3 separate regions of the Mus musculus genome follow, and all the other regions are linked to region 1. The links are chromatin contacts, called in public HiChIP or PLAC-seq maps. All regions are on one chromosome and are shown on one strand. The core of a region is the stretch at or near the end of the contact, and the rest is flanking DNA. Distances in the headings are between cores, read along the strand shown. Region 1 has its middle 28 kb from the start of Gm35884. Region 2 overlaps 1700123M08Rik (RIKEN cDNA 1700123M08 gene). Region 3 has its middle 3.7 kb from the start of Gm46844.

Region 1 (2,700 bases), core at 11-2,510:
AGAAGGGCATGAAAACATCCTGTTGGATAAGAAGACAGCGTTATTTATTCATCTGATAAATTGTCAATGAAGCTGAAAAACTGGATGTAAAGCCATGGGTCCCCTTGTTTTGACCGAAGTTCTCTTTAATGAGAAGATGTGAGAGAAAAGCAAGAAATACAGGCTCCATTTCCCAAGATTTTGTCATAACAACAAAAAAGGCTCAGAGGCACCTTATTCGTGGAAAAGAATGGATGATGGAGATGCATCGAGTTTAGCTGATTTGTCATAGGTGCACTGCATCTCAGCATGACTCCTTCAGACCTGGGCCTTCAACTGCTACTGAGGTTCTCACCAATGGCCTCTCCTGGCCTCTCACATGGCCAGTCTCAGATGCTCTCTATGACCCCTTCATGCCTTCTTAACCAGTACCACTTACACTGGGTGACCCTTAAACTGCCAAGTCTGGCTGCTAGCATAAGGTACAACCTTGGCCACCTCTGTGTGCTGACTCTCAGGAAACACTTCCCAGAAGATGTCACCTTCTTAATCACCTTCAGCTCAGCTAACCAGCACCAAGGGTCCCAGCAAAGCAGAGGTTTCATGTCAGTAGCTCTGATGTCTTGCTGGCTAATCATGAGAGATTCTTCAGCCTCAATTACCCAAAACCACAGAACCTTAATTCAGAATAACGAATGACCCCAATAGAATCCTTACACCTCCCCGAAACATCAAAAGCTGGGTCTCAGCCTTCCTGTCTTCCAAGCTCCTATAGAACAGCTCGCCAAGCTTTGAACAGCCAATGGATCTTCTAGCCCAAAGTTTCAAAGTCCTTCCACAGTCCTCCCCAAAACATGGTCAGCAATACTCCACTATCCTGAAACCAACTTGTCTTAGTTAGGGCTTCTATTGTTGTGATGAAACACCATGACCAAAGCAACTCGGGGGAGAAAAGGTTTATTCAGCTTATGCTTCCATAGCACAGTTCATCATCGAAGGACGTCAGGACAGGAACTCACACGTGGCCGGAACCTGGAGAGAGGCTGATGCAGACAGAGGCCATGGAGAGGTGCTGTTTACTGGCTTGCTCCTCATAGCTTCCTCAGCCTGCTTTGTTAGAGAACCCAGAACCACCAGCCCAAGAATAAAAGCACCCACAATGGACTGGGCCCTCCCCCCATAAGTTATTAATTAAAAAAAACACCCTACAAGCTTACCTACAGCCAGATCTTGTGGGAAGCACTTTCTCAATCGAGCCTCCCTCCTTTCCGATGACTAAGCTGACAAGCAGCAAGTGGCCTTTATTGATTTGCCATCTCTCTCTTCCCCCACCCCAAACCTAATACTTTTATTGCCTTTATTAGAAGATAAAGGAATGAAAAATGAGAGCGGCAAAGAGTGAAATGTGGAGAAAATATAAAGATTCAAACTTTTAAAATCTCCAAAAAATAATCCTCCAGGAGTCCTTCTAGCGTTTCTGTGACTAGAGCCAGAGGCATGATGTCTGTACATCACCCACCGCTGCCGAACTCGGCAGAACAATAACACAAGCACTTGCTCCACAATGAATGAACAGAAACCAGTTTGTCCACTATGGTGATGAAAAGTTCACCTGGGTCTGGCTGGGTACCTGAAGCACCTTTCTCGTCATGGTTGATCTTTACTGACCTTCTACTCCTGCTCACCCTGGGCCATCATCCTGGAGACTGTTGGTAATGATTATCCTGTTGGACTCTACTTGCTCAAACTGTAGAGAGGTGTTAAAGCATGGCAGGTGGCCTCAGTAAGACATCAATTCGAACTGCCTAAACCTAAACTATTAGTTACACAAGACCCTCTTCTGAGTAGAATATATATTGGTAAATAGCTTCAGGCTGGGAGTGTGCCTCAATGGTAGCACTTGCCTGGAATATCCAAACAGTAGGTGCAAACTCCAGCATTCCAAATGCTTTAAAGTTTCCCCCACTCCTCTGTTGGAGCTTTTCATTCAGCACTTCTAGCCATGGGAGAGCAGTAGCTATGGCTCACAAAGCCCCCTCTCCCATGGCCAACTCTTCCCAACACTCAAACTAGAAGCTCATCACAGCTGGGTCTAGACACACACATCATCTCAGAAGCATGCCCTTCTGTTAGCTGAGTAACCTGTCCTAGTAAAACAAGCTATTAATGGGTCAGCCTCAGTCTTAACTGTTTGGGCAAGTTGAGACTAATTAAATAGCTTCTTAGACTTGTGACCCAAGGGGTCAGTGCCAAGATTTAAAAAAAAAAAAAAAATCCTTTCCCATCACTTGGGAGGTAGAGGCAGGAGATTCGGGAATTCAAAGTCAACCTCAGCTACATAGTGAGTTTGAGGCTAGCCTGGGCTACATATGACTGACTCAAAAACAGTGCAGGCATGATGGTGCATGCCTTTAATCCCAGCACTCTGGAGGCAGAAGCAGTTGATTTCTGCCTCTGTGATTTCAAAGCCAGCCGGGTCTACATAGTGAGTTCGTGGTCAGCCAGGACTATGCAGTGAGACCCCATCTCAAAGCAACTCTCCATGCTCTCAGGATTGATATTGATCCAGAAAATACCAGAAGGCTGACTCACTCCCCAAGTGGCCATTCTTACCATGATGAATTCACCCTCCAAATGATCCCATGGAGACTGTCTTAGTTAGGGTTTTACTGCTGTGCACAGACCCCATGACCAAGGCAACTCTTAAAAGGACAACATTTA
Region 2 (2,700 bases), core at 27-2,526, 340 kb before region 1:
ATCTGGTTTGACTTTCTTCTTTTTCTTAGTCCCCTCTTTACCACTATCACCATGCTAAAGACACCCCATCCCTCAGACATTTGTACCTCTTGCACCAACCATCTCCATTCTCTGCTGTGCCCTTCCCCATTCTCTCTCTGGCTGGATAAGTGCTAGCAAGCATTTGAAATCCATCTTAAGTGTCACTTCATCAACATGTCCATCCCCAAAGTTATACAGCCCCAGTTATGCTCCATTCTGTATGAAAGAGTGTTCTCCATTGTGGCAGGAATGAATCTTTTCATGGCACCTATTTCTATCACTAGATAGAAGGCTTCACAGTTTCAGCTTTGGACCCCAGGGATCTAGCAAATAAGAGGAATTCGGGCCCTGAGTGCTGGAATTCTGAATATAAGTAGGAACATGAAGGTGTGGTAAAAAGATGCAAGGCACAAAGGAAACAGATTGAAGCTGTACTACATCCCCCAAGGCAGACTTCTCTTTAGATGTTGTCCTACTTAGGGTTTTACTGATATGATAAAATATGATGACCAAATGCAATTTGGGGAAGGAACGTGTCTATTGTATCACAGTCCATCACTGAGAGAAGTCAGGGCAGGAACCTAGAAGCAGAAAGTAAATAAAGCAGAGGCCATGAAGGAATGGGCCTTGCTGAGGCCCACCTGTCCAGGGATGGTGTCACCCTTACTGGGCTACTCCTCAGCAATCTAACCAATGTCCCACAGATTTGCCTCAAAGTCAGTCTAATGGATACATTTTCTCAACTGAGGTTCCTTCTTCTCAGATGACCCTGGGTTGTATCAAGTCAACAAAAACTAAGCAGCAGAGATGTCTTGTTTAGTAAACATGTTGTCTTTCCTAGCAACCATATACACTGTGGCCTTGTTTTCATAAAATTTATTTTTGTAAAAGTTCTTATCAGTTTCTAACTGGGCTTTGTTGTGTGACTTTTCCTCGTGAGAGGTCTGCAATGTTCATTCATTCCAGATACGGTGCCAATGAGTGATCAAAGAAAGGATTTTACCAAGGTCTATGTTGACCCAGTCAGTTTATTGGGGTTATCCACAGGGGTAGGGGTGGCACACAAGCAGCCACAGCATTGAAAAGATCACCCCAGCATGGGTGATGACTCAGGAAAAGTGTATCCCTGAGAGCCCCCTGCCCAACATGCTGCAGCTGCACTGAAAAAAAGAGTCTTACAGGCCTCCACCCAGCCCTCACCCCACCCCAGCAATATCAACTTGGGAAGGAGTCTCACAAATCTTGTAACTTTCCAAGCCTTCCGCGTCCTCTGAGCCACTCCCCATTTCCTCCAGGAAGGGAAGTTTCAATCTGGAGGAAACAGTTACACTGAAAGGCCTGAAGAGCCTTGCGTGATTTCATACTGGAGAAAGTTCCAGAACATACGTATTCTGCCTGGTACTTCTAGGTTCATTGATTCCCATGATATCAGTATCCATTGATGGCATGGTTTAATGTGAAATTAACATTTTAAACAGGATAGAAGTTCAAGAGAATATTCTCTGCTCTTTTTTTTCAATGATGACTAAACACACACTCAGGGTTTTGAAAGTCAAGCTCTGTAGCTCATACAGTGTGAAAACCATAGAGTAGTTAGTCATGTTTTGTAATGAAGCTTGGCAAAATCTAATGCGAAGATTAAAAGGGAAAACAGATTTATTTTTGGCAGTTGACAGTTTAGGCCTGGTGAGTTTCTTATCCTGACTCCTATTAAGCAAGAGGAGAAAACACCTAAATATAGGATCTTAAGAATGAAACTCCAGAGGGGATAACAAAAGTTGGTTTCATTATGTTAAAAGCAATGCAAAGACCAGAAAAGAAAGTGCTTGACACCATTAGACCGTACAGGCAGTTGGCCTTGATGTTTTGCTGCTGAGCAACTGGGGAAATGAGTTATTTCCACTGTGGCCCAAAGCTGCAGGTTTCTCCTATGACTCATCCATTAAAAAGCTTGGTATGAGGAAGGGCTTTGAAGCCTTGTGGCCTCTCTCTGTTAACCCATCGGTGTAAAGCCAGGCTGGACTTCAGCAGGAGTTTTGTGGGTCAGTTTTATTGGGACACTCTGAGGTTTGAGGTCAAGTGATTTCATCCTTCATTTTAAAAAATACATAATTGCAATTTTGTATGTACACATGGATAGCCACAACACCTTCAGACCAATTCTTATTCTCCATTCTGCAGGCTAATGTAAACATGACCACCTTAACTTTGGGGAACAGTGAACACAGACTTTTCTTTTTCTCCTCTGAGTTAAATGAAGAGATATATGCAAACTGCCTAGCTCAATGCCTCACACATACTCCTTGTTCCCACAGTAGCAGCTAATGAAGGTGTGCTGTTATTAGCATTAATGATATGCGTTGGGTAGATAGCTGGCTAGAAGTCAGAGACCCAGTATGCAAAGTGGCTCAATGAGTCTTTATGCAAAGACTTGGCTTATGCCATTGTAAACCTGTGTTTACTCACCTATTACTTAATCTACTTTCACTTCCTTCCAACTTTCTAACTTCAGCCCTTTTAACCCCGTGAACGTAGTGATCAACACAGGGGGTGCTCATAGCTCCATGCCCCAGGCTTCTTCATTGCTCCTGACATTGTCTTCAGCCAGAGCAGGTCTTATGTCTGGCCTTCTGTGAAGCAAGAAGAGCTCTGAAATGGTTGGCTCTGTGTGGCTGCATA
Region 3 (2,700 bases), core at 115-2,614, 370 kb before region 1:
ACCACATTCTTCCTCTACAATGTCTCAGGGACCATCAGAGAAGAGGGGCAAAGGGATTGCAAGAGCCAAAAGCTGAGGAGGACCAGAGCAAAAGTGTTTTCAGGACATGACAGGGTCTGTATTTATGAACACACACAGCACTGTGGTTGCCTGTACAAGACCTGCCCAAGACTAAGCCAGCAGACATTGTAGCACAGAGCTGGGGAGGGCCTCATGAGTTCTCACTCCAATCTGCGGAGGAGGGGAAGTCAGGGAGGCCCCTGGTAGGCAGACCACATTCCAGTGGAGGCCTGGCACAAATTGACTTGGTAGGTTATTTTAAAAAAGAGAGCAAGAGAACAGCTAGCAGCCTGGGTAGGGTGGGATGTGGGAAGTGTGCGCTGCAGTCTGGGGGAATTAGCTGGGAGGGGGGTAGAAGGTGAATATGATCAAAATACATTAAATGGAAATCTCAAAAATTAACAAAATATCCTATTAAAAGAAAGCTTGAGATAGAATATTATGAGATCTAAGTGTGAGAATGTACAAGAAAGCGGTTTGTTGGCTACAAAGTTGCAACCAAGTAGCAACTGTTATGATTTCTATTGTGGTTTAGAGAATGGTCAGGGTGGCCATGCCACAGATTGCTAGGAGAGTTGATTGGAGTCTTGTAATGGTGGGCGAAGATTGATGAGCAGGTCCCACACCAAGCCAGGGGCAGTAGGGATGGAGAGGAAGACCATTTAGAGGTAAGTAGGACAGCTCACAGACAGAACTGACTGAACGTGGGCAAAGTAGATAAGAGAGTTCGGTGGGGTTCAGAGCGTTGTGCTGAATCATCAGGAAGGTGGTGATGTCATCAATTAGGAAAGAAGAGTAGGCATGGTGATGTGATTTATTCCAGGAATACTCCGAGGAGGTGTGTATGAGACATCCAGCAAGCGAAGATGGGAGAATGTGAGTGGGCCTGTGTGTGGGGGCTCAGGAAGTAATGTGCTCTGAATTCAGATAAGGACAGCATTGGGCGTTTGTGAGGCTAAAACTAGGAGTTGATGTGGCCTTCTTATGAAACCTAACTCTATGGAGTGAAATCTGTAAGGCCATGGGGGTGGGTGTACCCACTCTCAAAGGAAAGCAAATCCCTATGTCAAAACACAATTTGCAAAGCGAAACAAAATTGGCTTTTTCTGGTTCAATCCAGAATGAGTTCATGGGGCCCATTTTTTGACGTAGCCTTGGGATGGGGTTCCCTTGAATCCAGTTTCAGAGCTACCATCTATGGGGAGGAGAAAATGGCAAGGAGAAGAAAGGGTTAACTACCACACCAGAGCTGAAAGAATGTGGTTACAAGGTCTCAAGCAAGGTCAGTCCCTAACTTTAGCTGGGAGGGTTGTTTGCTCTTTAAAGCACTCTTGAACCGTGAATTCTTTTGGAAGTCTCAGCTAGTCATAATCTGTTCTGAGCCTTTCCCATTCAGATGTCTTTCCCAGCAGCTAGACAGCAGGCTACCGTGTCCAGAAGCCATACAGCCACCCAGGGTCAGCTGAGTGCTCTGGCTAATATTGATCTGCAAGTCTGTGTACAATGGTGTTAATGTGTATCGGCAAAGAGTTGTCATGTACACATCTGCTGAGTCATTAGTGTGGAGATAACCATATTTGTCAAAGTTCCCAAAGAGAATTAATCACATGGGACTTAGATGGTTACTTTCTACTCAAACGGTTGTTCAACAAAAATTATCTTAAGTATTCAAATTGCAAGATTCTGGAAAAGTTGAATTGGTTAAACTTTTTCTCCTAATTAATCAAGTCTGATTGTCATTTCAACATAGTGAAGGCTTTATTCCTACGTCCACCTACAGACACCTTAATTTAGTCACGGAGACAGAACTACAGGCTAGGGGGATGATTCCATGGGTAAATGCTTACTATGAAAATATTTGAACCTGAGTCAGATCCACAGCACCCATTTAAGAGCTAGGCACACTGGCATACATCTGTAAGTCTAACCCCAGGGATGTGGAGACTGGTGGATCCCCAGAGCTCACTATCCATCAGTGTAACTCAACCGAAAGATAAGGGGAGACACTTAGTATAAACCTCTGGCTAACATACACACACACACACACAGACACACAGACACACAGACACACACACACACACACACACACACACACGCACATGCACACAACACAACACACACACACTGAGAAATAATAGGAACAAGAAAGGGGGCAAAGATAAAAGAACAGGCAATGGACAATGTATTGAGAGCCACTAGACATAAATATTCAAACTTTATTGACTTAAGATAATGAAATTTTATTTCTTAACTTCTCAAAGTTCACAGTCACATGCACATATATGATTGGCATGTGGCCACTTGTTTTGTGACTTTGACTCTCTTTAGGGGACTGTTTGAATCCTGTGTCACTCAGGAAACAGAGTCACACAGAACTTTCAAAGGGACAGAGGAAGGAAAGTACCTCATTCTGAACATACTCCACGGGACAGAGCAAGTCCCAGGCTACACCCAGTGTACAAGAGTTCTGGGAGAGACAGGCTCCAGAGTCTCAGATAAACAGGCCAAAGAGAATGTCCTTCCCCTATGGGGAAGCCTCCATTCTTAAATAGCATTTAAAATACTTTACTTCAAACATGAAATGAAATGAAGTGTGTATGTGTTTGATGCAGCTATGCATTGTTATATAAACATGTTCTT

What was found. HiChIP or PLAC-seq counts read pairs in DNA pulled down with a chosen protein or histone mark.
Region 2: a contact with region 1 is called in an HNF4G HiChIP or PLAC-seq map of pancreatic cancer cells. The contact joins two enhancer-like sites. A contact is called at or near these places in 1 of 39 promoter capture datasets (embryonic stem cells) and 3 of 115 datasets of contacts at active chromatin or transcription factors (cardiomyocytes, embryonic basal ganglia and pancreatic cancer cells).
Region 3: a contact with region 1 is called in an HNF4G HiChIP or PLAC-seq map of pancreatic cancer cells. The contact joins two enhancer-like sites. A contact is called at or near these places in 12 of 39 promoter capture datasets (3T3-L1-derived adipocytes, the C10 cell line, the HPC-7 cell line and 9 more), 45 of 484 Hi-C or Micro-C datasets (B cells, the BV-2 cell line, the C2C12 cell line and 31 more), 6 of 115 datasets of contacts at active chromatin or transcription factors (bone marrow-derived dendritic cells, cardiomyocytes, embryonic basal ganglia and 2 more) and 1 of 9 other capture datasets (liver).

Annotation. Positions count from the first base shown.
Region 1 is chr4:11,647,146-11,649,845 of GRCm38.p6, reverse strand. It overlaps the pseudogene Gm11833. Among named protein-coding and RNA genes, the nearest start is that of Gm35884, 28 kb to the left of the region's middle. Within about 2 kb of position 1,260, at least 3 of the 459 cell types and tissues checked have an H3K27ac peak or open chromatin away from gene starts, as enhancers often do. A contact at or near this core is called in pancreatic cancer cells, where this site is marked.
Region 2 is chr4:11,989,312-11,992,011 of GRCm38.p6, reverse strand. The region is part of intron 4 of 1700123M08Rik (RIKEN cDNA 1700123M08 gene); the gene reads right to left. Among named protein-coding and RNA genes, the nearest start is that of Gm52722, 4.6 kb to the left of the region's middle. Within about 2 kb of position 1,276, at least 163 of the 459 cell types and tissues checked have an H3K27ac peak or open chromatin away from gene starts, as enhancers often do. A contact at or near this core is called in pancreatic cancer cells, where this site is marked.
Region 3 is chr4:12,016,280-12,018,979 of GRCm38.p6, reverse strand. No RefSeq gene overlaps it. Among named protein-coding and RNA genes, the nearest start is that of Gm46844, 3.7 kb to the right of the region's middle. Within about 2 kb of position 1,364, at least 35 of the 459 cell types and tissues checked have an H3K27ac peak or open chromatin away from gene starts, as enhancers often do. A contact at or near this core is called in pancreatic cancer cells, where this site is marked.